Regions from separate parts of the Sus scrofa genome. Here all the other regions are linked to region 2. The links are chromatin contacts, called in public HiChIP or PLAC-seq and promoter capture Hi-C maps. All regions are on one chromosome and are shown on one strand. Each heading gives the region's core, a stretch centred on a gene start, on an enhancer-like site or on the middle of the called end of the contact. The rest is flanking DNA. Distances are from core to core; before and after follow the strand shown.

Evidence for each region. Promoter capture Hi-C pulls out the DNA fragments that hold promoters and counts their contacts. HiChIP or PLAC-seq counts read pairs in DNA pulled down with a chosen protein or histone mark.
Region 1: a contact with region 2 is called in a promoter capture Hi-C map of liver, with 5 times the contacts expected there. The contact joins the enhancer-like site here to the promoter of PUM1 in region 2. A contact is called at or near these places in 1 of 5 promoter capture datasets (liver), 9 of 47 Hi-C or Micro-C datasets (alveolar macrophages, embryonic fibroblasts, epiblast stem cells and 3 more) and 1 of 2 datasets of contacts at active chromatin or transcription factors (alveolar macrophages).
Region 3: an H3K27ac HiChIP or PLAC-seq map of alveolar macrophages shows a contact between it and region 2. The contact joins the enhancer-like site here to the promoter of PUM1 in region 2. A contact is called at or near these places in 1 of 5 promoter capture datasets (fetal liver), 7 of 47 Hi-C or Micro-C datasets (blood, liver and skeletal muscle) and 2 of 2 datasets of contacts at active chromatin or transcription factors (alveolar macrophages and skeletal muscle).

What each region holds. Positions count from the first base shown.
Region 1 is chr6:87,754,694-87,758,101 of Sscrofa11.1, reverse strand. No RefSeq gene overlaps it. Among named protein-coding and RNA genes, the nearest start is that of PUM1, 69 kb to the right of the region's middle. Within about 2 kb of position 1,406, at least 68 of the 83 cell types and tissues checked have an H3K27ac peak or open chromatin away from gene starts, as enhancers often do. A contact at or near this core is called in alveolar macrophages, embryonic fibroblasts, epiblast stem cells and 2 more, where this site is marked.
Region 2 is chr6:87,685,800-87,688,737 of Sscrofa11.1, reverse strand. PUM1 (pumilio homolog 1) reads left to right here and starts at 1,255. Exons shown (of 22, transcript XM_021095736.1): 1 at 1,255-1,386.
Region 3 is chr6:87,618,434-87,621,746 of Sscrofa11.1, reverse strand. All of the region lies in intron 5 of PUM1 (pumilio homolog 1), which reads left to right. Among named protein-coding and RNA genes, the nearest start is that of PUM1, 67 kb to the left of the region's middle. Within about 2 kb of position 1,841, at least 2 of the 83 cell types and tissues checked have an H3K27ac peak or open chromatin away from gene starts, as enhancers often do. A contact at or near this core is called in alveolar macrophages, where this site is marked.

The DNA of each region.
Region 1 (3,408 bases), core at 157-2,656, 69 kb before region 2:
CTATGCCACAGCCACAGCATCACCAAATCCGAGCTGCATCTGTGACCTTTGCTGCAGCTCGAGGCAACGCCTCATCCTTAACCCACTGAGCAAGGCCAGGGATCAAACCCGCATCCTTATGGACACTATGATGTGTTTTTAATCCACTGAGCCACAATGGGAGCTTCTGGGGACATTGAAAACCACCACTGTGTGGAGTTCCTCCTGTGGAGCAGTGGGTTAAGGGTCTGCCTTTGCTAGAGCTGTGGTGTAGGTTGCAGCTGTGGCTGGGATTCCATCCCTTGCCCAGGAACTTCCATATGCTATGGGTTAGGCCATAAAAAAAAAAAAAAAAAAGGAAACAAAAACCCTATGCTTAATAGAGTAGCTCTCTTGTTTCTTCTAAATTTCTGGGGGAGCTGGATTTGTAGATGCATTTGGGAATAGGGGCTGGAGAAAATGGAACAGGCTCTACATACAGGGTGAGAAGAATTTTGGAGGATCTGTGGGACAAACTGGAAAAAGATGAGTAAGGGGGCAGGGAAAACACCTGGAAAACCTGGAGGGGGTGAGCTGGATGAAAATCTCCTGGTAGGAGTTCCTATTGTGGTGCAGCAGAAACAAATCCGACTATGAACCATGAGGTTTTGGGTTCGATCCCTGGCCTCGCTCAGTGGGTTAAGGATCTGGCGTCGCCATGAGCTGTGGTGTAGGTCGTAGATGCGGCTCGGATCTGGCCGATGGCATCTGTGGCTGTGGCGTAGGCCAGCAGCTGAAGCTCCGATTCGACCCCTAGCCTGGAAACTTCCATATGCCTCGGGTGCGGCCCTAAAAAGAGAGAAAGACAAAACAAACAAACAAATCAAAAAAAAACCCAAAAGAAAATCTCCTGGTAGAAGAGGCACTTTTCAGACAGATGTCTAATATTCACATCCATTCATCCAACAGTTGTCCACCTACCACCCACCAGTGCTGTGCACTGCAAACACAGTGGTGAGCAAGATCAGGGCCTACCTACAGTCTCAGGGAAGACGAAAACAACCAAAAAGTAAAAACAAGATAATTACACACTGTGATTAGTACAGTTCTTTTGAGCAAATACAAAATACATGTTTGTTAAGGGTTGGCGGGTGGTCATCATTTCATAGGAGAGGAAGCAGCATCCACGCAGGGGGAAGGACTTGCCGCAAGGCTCAGCAGAGTCTCGGACCTCCGGGTCCGCAGGGCGGCCATTCCGGCGGGGACCAGCAGGGGAGGCTGTGGAGCTAGCAGCGTCCTGGAAAAGTCCAGGGCCTCGGCGACTGGCCCTCGGCCCCGCCCATCGTGCCCCTTCCGACCTCCCGCCTTCCGCCCCATAGGGTCCCTCCCGCCCGCCGCTCCCGGAGCTTGGGCCCCGCCTCCAGCCCCACCCCTCAAGGAGCGCCTCGCCCCCGCTTCCGGCTCTTCCCAGCCCCGCCTAGTTCCTTCAGAGAGGGCCCCGCCCACCCCTCTCTGAACCCGGCCGCTCCCGCCCGGTCTCCCGGGTCGAGCCTGGCCGCCGCTCTCCAACTCCAGCTTTCCCGGCTCGAGCCCCACCCCTTCGCCCCGCGGACTCCCTTTGTTCCACAGCCAACCCGCCGGTTTTGGGAGTCGCTGACTCAGCAAAGTGGAACCGGACCTTGGCGCCTCCACCCGCACCCTATCCTCCCTGTAGGACTGGCGGTTGGCGCCTGGGGAGGTGGGAGGTGCGATCGCGCCGGCCCAGCCCTTCTTTTGTTCCATAGAACATTCCTTTGCTCTAGCCCTCCCAACCTGGAGAGTCTGTGGTTAATGTTTCAGGTTACGGTTTGGGACCATGACACCAAATCTGCAGCCCTGAAACCTGGCTCCTGCCACGTCCTCGTTGGCGTTGAGCAATTCTTTTGTCTTCCCTGTACCTTAGTTTGCTCACTTGTAAAATGGGAGCCAAAATGCTGATCACTGTTGCTGGGAGATTAATTTTTTTTTTCTTCTCAATATGGCCACACGCGAGGCACATGGAGATTTCCAGGCTAGGGGGTCCAATAGGAGCTGTAGCTGCCGACCTACGCCAGAGCCACAGCGACTCAGGATCCGAGCTGTGTCTGCGACCTACACCACAGCTCATGGCAACGCCGGATCCTTGACCCACTGAGTGAGGCCAGGGATAGAACCCACAACCTCATGGCTCCTAGTGGGATTCCTTTCCGCTGCAGAAAGGAACTCTGCTGGGAGATTAACTGTGAAAACACAGCTATGAAAGCTGCAGGCACAAAGTGAATGCTAGGTGGTTGGCTTTGGAAAGTCTCCACTGATAAAAAGCTAGCTAAAGTTCACCTCTTTCCTTTCATCCCACTTTGCAGGACGATTCTTTGCCTTCTTCAGATTTTTGTTTTGTTTGTTTGTTTTTTGTCTTTTTGCCTTTTCTAAGGCTGCTCCCACAGCACATAGAGATTCCGAAGCTAGGGGTCGAATTGGAGCTGTAGCCACAGGCCTACACCAGAGCCACAGCAACAAGGGATCCGAGCTGTGTCTGCAACCTACGCCACAGCTCACAGCAACGCCGGATCCTTAACCCACTGAGCAAGGCCAGGGATTGAACCCACAACCTCATGGTTCCTAGTGGGATTCGTTGACCACTGCGCCACGACGGGAACGCCTGCCTTCTTCAGATCTTTAAAGTCTCACTTAAATAAAGGTCTTCCCTGCTTGCTCCCACACACCTACACACTCCTGGAGTTATCCTGTCACACAGGATAGTAGTAGGCAATAACTTTCTGCATTCAAATACTTTTTTTTTTTATGGACGCATCTGAGGCATATGGAAGTTCCTGGGCTAGGGGTCAAATTGGAGCTGCAGCTGCCAGCCTACACCACAGCCACAGCAATGGAGGATCCAAACAGTGTCTGTGACCTACACCACAGTTCAAGGCAACGTCAGATCCTTAACCCACTGACTGAGGTCGGGGATTGAACCCACATCCTCATGCATCCTTGTCGGGTTGGTAAGTGCTAGCCATGAAAGGAGCTTCGGGAACTCCTGCTTTTTTAAAAAAAGTTGAGGAGTTCCCGTCGTGGCGCAGTGGTTAACGAATCCGACTAGGAACCATGAGGTTGCGGGTTCGGTCCCTGTCCTTGCTCAGTGGGTTAACAATCCGGCGTTGCCGTGAACTGTGCTGTAGGTTGCAGACGCGGCTCGGATCCCGAGTTGCTGTGGCTCTGGCGTAGGCTGGTGGCTACAGCTCCGATTAGACTCCTAGCCTGGGAACCTCCATATGCCGTGGGAGCGGCCCCAAAAAATAGCAAAAAAAAACCCCAAAAAATAAAAAAATAAAAATAAAAAACCTTTAAAAAAAATTTGAGGTATACTTTACCTTTAATGAAATGCACAGACAGAACTTAAACATGCAGTTCCACAAAATGAATTTCAAC
Region 2 (2,938 bases), core at 6-2,505:
TTTATATGAAGATTAGCCATTTGTCTACTATGAGCATTACAATATTTTAAAGCCATCTTCTCATTTATTCATTGATGGTGGCATCTCTTACTGTATAGATGTTTACATTTCTTTCGATCTTTTTTTTTTTGGCTGCACCAGTGATATATGGAATTCTTGGGCCAGGGATCCAATCCAAGCCACAGCTGTGACCCACACCACAGCTGTGGCAATGCCGATACTTAACCTGCTGTGCCACAGCAGGAACACTTCAATTTTTAAAATAATTTATTGATTTTGTTTCATTATAAACATTTCGTATAAACATTTCCCTTCTCTAATTATAAAGCTTTCCCCCCTATGTCCTCTTCTGGTCTTTTATAGTGTTGTGGTTTGCATACTTTTTCAATCCATCCTGGGTTTAGTTTGAGATATAGTAACTGTATCTTATGAAATACTACTGATTTGAAAAGTCACGTTCATCAAATGGCCAAATATTTATTCTTTTTCGATACTGTAACGAGTAACAACAGCTAACACTGAATGAGTGCCTACAAACAAGGTTGGCTTTGGGTCTTGGTTTTGGTTTAATGTTCTATCGCAGTCTTGAAATTCGTTAACAGTTTTGAACAAGACCCCCCAGTCCCCCACCCCCCGCACTTTCATTTTGTGCAAATTCTGTAGTGGCCTGTTTACAAGTCCCAGGCACTGCACTAAGCATTTCACATTATTAAATACAATAATAATGCATTTAATCCTCAGTACAAGGGTGTTAGGTAGCAATTCTCATTTTCCCATTTTACAAATGGGGCAAAGCGGCAGGAAGATTATAAACAAAGCTACAGAGGTAAAAAGCTGCAAGCAAAGGGGTCGGAACCCAGCACCTGTCACGCCAGAGCCTTGGAATAAGAGACCATTAACCTGTAGGCAGGTACAATCTGCCGGTGAAACTGGGAGAGCGCGGGGGCGGGAGGTGTCGCGGCTAAGGTCACTGCCCGGACCCCGCCGCGTGCCCAGCTCCGTGCGGTGGTGCCGGGTTGGGAGATGCGCACCGCCGGCGCTCCAGTGCGGGCCCGCGGGACGCCGCCTTCTGTCCGCGGCGGCGCGCGCTCGCCTAGCGGGCGGGCACTCGCGCGCGCAGCAGTTGTGTTGCCTGCGAGTTTCCCAAGTTCACACAGGCCCCAGGTTGGCATGGCAACCAGGCAACCTGTTCCAGAGCTGCCTGCCTTCTCCGCACATGCCGCTGCCACAGCCGGAGTCCGGGCCCGAGCCTATCCCATGATGCACCGCGCCAGCCCAGTCCCCAGTGGGCCGCCATGTTGTCGGAGTGAAAGGTAAGGGGGAGCGAGAGCGCTGGAGAGAGAAGATCGGGGGGCTGAAATCCATCTTCATCCTACCGCTCCGCCTGTGAGTATCCGCACCCCGCCAGCCCCAAACGCTGCTCCGGACCCCCAGCGAGCAGATTGTCCCTTTGTATTGGTGTTTGAGATCGGTTGGGGGGTTGAGAAGGGCTTTGGAAAAGCCGCCGGGGCCCTGGCTGAGGCTTCTCACTCGCTGTTCCTCGTACATGTTTTGGAGTCAGCAGCAAGGCCCCTATTGTTATCAAAGGAGGGAGGGGGTGGGGAGCGGGGTTCGAGCGAGGAAAATGCAGGGGGTTTAGGCCCGGGCCCAGGGCATAGACGTGCCTTTACGTTACTGCTCGGCCTTGTTGGAGCCCCCGAAGATTGATGTTGCCGTTCGCGTTGCTTTTTTGATGGGTTTGCGAAGCCCCGAGTCTTCTGTGTGGCCGTGGAGTGTAATTCTGTGCCACCCTGGATTTCTTCGACTTCTTGAGCTTCCGAGGCAGCGCCGGAGCAGGAGGAACAATAAATCGCTTTAGAAGCAGCCGTGGCCCTTTTCTGCAGGCGAGAACCCACCGTGGGGGAACTTTGCGAGCCTTAAATGTGGAGAAGTAGGCGATCAGGAAGTTTCAGATCGCTTTTTAGGCTCCTGGGTACTTGTGGCCTTTTGTTTCCGTGAGAGCTTGTTTTTGGTGGGTTCTCGCTCTTGGAGCTTCCCGGTGTTGGTGCGTGTCTGTCTCAACTCGGAGAGGGGTTCACGCCTCGCTAGTAAGTAAACAGATACAGAGTGCTAGATAGTTTTAGTCCTCACCGACGTTCTTGGTAAACATAGATAATTTGTTATACTTGTCAGTACCACTCCCACGTCAAGTGAGGACTACTCTGCTGTAACTTTGCTCCCCCCCCCACATTCCCCCTCCCCCACAACATTATCGGGGTAGGTTTTATCCTCTATAACTGGAAGGATACTCTTCGTTGTCCGATTAAGAAAACACGGTTCTTAGTTGTCGATATCACTTCGTTCCCTTCCTGCTCTGCCTGAGATCGAGACTGGGAGTTTATAAGGCTATTTTGGGGGTTCTGTTTTAAAATCAGGTCTTTTTGAAACCGTAGGTTTGTAGTTGTAGCTTTTGTTTGTTTTAAGTAAAACACATTTAAACTCGCCAGGACAGAGGTGGCTCCCAGTGCAGTTTTAGTAAGCAAAATAAACATTTTGACTCATTGCTGATTTTAACTTTATAAAACACTCTTGGGGGCTGTTGATTCTTTATCTAGATTTTTGAGAAATACTCACTGGATTTTGAACTTTATGAGTTAGCGTTGTGCCTTGGCCACAACTGGATTCATTTTGTTCAAGGCCACAGTTTTTTTTGAAGTTGTGTTTGAAGTTTCGTTTGGGTTTGAGATGAACTGCTTTAAAATAAATTCATGACCACAGGATATTTTTTTCAGTGCGGTAAAAATATACACCTTTTGAACCGCAAAGCATTTCAGTAAATAAAAGGTGAGCTGTGGAGATAGATTAAATCATTTTCCTTTGTTTGAAATAAAACCTATTAGTGATATTTAAAAAAAAAAGCCTTTGATGTAAACAGTTTGAAAATGGTGGAGAATAACTA
Region 3 (3,313 bases), core at 592-3,091, 68 kb after region 2:
TTTTGAGCACTCATTGAGGCCTTTGTTTGAGTTATAGCTTTGGCCTAACAGTCATCTAAGGAAGCCCACAACAAAAGAATTCTATTAATGCTTTGGTTTTTATTTCTTTTATCTAATAGACTTTTTTTAGTCTTAATATGTGCTAGGTAATATTGACAAAAAGCAAAACCTAACTTCTGCCTTTAGGATGAAATTTGGACTTAAACAGTACTTAATTGTGAGTGCTCATTTGAAGAAAAAGCTTTTAAAAACATTTGTGGGAGCCTCTACAGACCAGTTAAATCAAGAATCTCTGGGAGAAAGCCCAGACATTTGTAAAATTTAAAAAGATTGTGATGTTCAATACCAACCATAGAGCCACACTGCATTGTGAAAACGACTGTCTCTCTGGCGGTGCCAGATTGGCTCTGTACATTTATCCCTAAATGGGATCAGTGAAGATTTTTAATCTTAATATCATAGATAATGTTACATAGGAAATACTGCCCCAGTGTATAGTTTTTACTAGTATATTACATTTGTATAAAATGGTTTGTACTTTATAAAACTTTTCCATATGTATCATTTTATTGATGTTTATAACTGCTCTGTTTTAAACAAAATGATCCCTGTTTTATAGACAAGAAAACTAAAGACTCAGGTTTAATGACCTGTTCAAAGTCCAGTAAATACTAATACCAGTAAGTGTTAGCAGTTGAGATAGACTGTAGTTTCTGTATTGTCTGTGTTAGTATTTTCCTAAAGATCCTATGGCTATGAATACCTTCTCTTAAACATTAAAAACTTTTGAGGCGTTTCTGCTGTGATGCAATGGGTTAAGAATATGACTGCAGTGCCTTGGGTTGCTGCAGAGGCGTGGGTTTGATCCCTGGCTCAGCGGAGTGGTTTAAAGGAGCCAGTGTCACAGCTGCTGCTCAGGTTCAGTCCCTGGCCTGGGAACTTCCATATGCCTTGAGTGTGGCCTTTGAAAACAACAAAAAAAACCTAAAAACAACTTGAGAATACCATAAAACATATCAGCCCATTTTTACCTTTATTCTCTCTGTAGGGTCTTTAGATTTCTAAGAGATAATTTTTATGATTTTAAACCCTGTGTTCTGTATTTCTCTATCTCTTTTTTTCCCTTTTATGGTCACCCCCAAGGCATATGGGAGTTCCTGGGCTAGGGTCAAATTTTAACCATAGCTGTCAGCCACAGCCACAGCCACAGCAACTCAAGATCCGAGCTGCATCTGCGAGCTTTGTGGCAATGCTAGATCCTTAACCCACTGAGCGAGGCCAGGGATCAAACCTGAATCCTCACGGACACTATGTCAGATTCTTAATCCCCTGAGCCACAACAGGAACTCCTGTTATTCTCTTAATAATAGACCTTGGACAGAATAGCTTTCTTTGTGCTTTTGGTGTCATTCAGAAATTAGGCTTCATGTCAATTATTTTAATTTAGGGCTTTTATTGATTTACTGAATTGTTAAAACGTTCTATTGAAATATGACCCATGTATATGAAAGGATACAGGTCATAAATATTCATCTTCATTAATTTCTGCACATTGAAAATACCCCATGTATTCCATCCAGATTAAGTGTGGAAGTCCCTCACCAACAAATAGAAGGAACCTGTTGTTCTGCTGTAGCATTAATAGACTGTTCAGAGTGGAGAACCAGGTAGCTGTATTTTACATAATAGACTATACACTATTGGCAAAAACCAGCTCATTCCAGGGATATCTTTGAAAATCTAGCCCTTGGCAGTATAATTGAGAATGTAAGCTTAGTGATGAGTGTTCAGGCCAGAACATTTGGCATACAGAAGGGGAATAGCTTTTTGGCAAGCCCTCGTGAAGGGTCACTGAGGAGAGATCATGAAGAATGTTCATTTGGTGAGTGAGTCTGTTCTGTACCCAGATTTCTTTCTTGTCGGTGAAACTTCCTACTGTTGCTTTATTGCATTTCCTTCCCATTTTTGACTATAGCCCTTTTGAACTCCTTGTGAAAAATTGGAGTGGAACTTGCTCTTCCTGAGTCTGTGACTTGATTTATAGAGTTGTGGATGATCACTTAAGTGTGTTGTTGGTAGGATGATCTTCTGATACTTTTTTATTGTTAACATTAGTGGTGTTTAATTCAGGTAGAGTTATCACCACCTCCTGGACGCCTGGTGATAAAAATGATGGGAGGATCCTTCTTATTTTAGCAGTTAGTTTTGCAGGGTTTTTTGGATCATTTCGGTTTTCCTTGTCGTAGTTTTTGAGCTTCTGCTTGGCACTCTATAATCAGTGCTGGGGATATGAAAATGAGTACATAGCTTCTGTCAGTTTTACCTCTGTGGGAGGGGGAGCTGTACCTCTGGACATTTTGAAAGCTCTTCTTGTTTTTAGAATCCTGTCATATTCCCACATCTGGTTTGGGATCTCCGTGCTTAATTGGCTGTTACTTACTCCTTTTGAATCAATAACGGTCTTACACTTAGAAGATGTGAAAGTCATATCTCATTTGCTGCCAGAACCAGAACTATAGTTTACATCTTATTGCCACATGAACCTTAAATTGTGTATTCCTTTTCAGTTCCTTCTTGTATGTTCCTCTATTCATATTAGCCATGAGATCTTTCTTTTTCTGTCTTTTTTGAGCAAAGAATGATTTGAAAGTAAAATGGGCTTTGAACTGGTATTTATAAGGTCCAAGATTGTGAAGATTCCTGAGTCTGGTCTTTCTGGGCCAGAGGTGGTGAAGAACTACTTTGAGAATATCTATTTTGCATTTACAGGCCTACCTCTTCACAACAGAGTGTCTGCTACTTGAGCTTCCATTTGTGATTTCCCCCCCTGCTCAGTGAAATTTTGGTTATGGTGACTCAAATGCTGTACAGTAGCTCTCATCATGTTCTGATTGGATCTTACTTCTTACCTGGAGCTTTCTTTTGGTGCAGGTGTATTTGTTTGTTTCTTAAAGCAGAAGTCTGTGCTGGGGACAAGCGAGGTCACCTCTCTTTAGTTTTACAAAAGCCACAATTACCTAACCCTTCAGTTTAGTTTTGCAAAGCTCTCTGTACCATGTCAGGTCACTATACCAAACCTTTTCCTTTTGGAAACCAAGACACATTTGCTTTAAATGTCCAGGCCTTGTCTTAGGATGTTGGTAAGAGGAGGTAGGCTGAATTTCCTTAGAAAACAGGACATCAGTGTGCTTGGCACCATGTCAGTTCTTTTAGGTCCAGTCTTTCAATCTTTGTAGTTTGAAGCAGTTGAGAGGTAGATTCTATTGTGTCAATGCTTCAGCTTAACATGCTCGCTTGAAGTCTCCCTACTAAG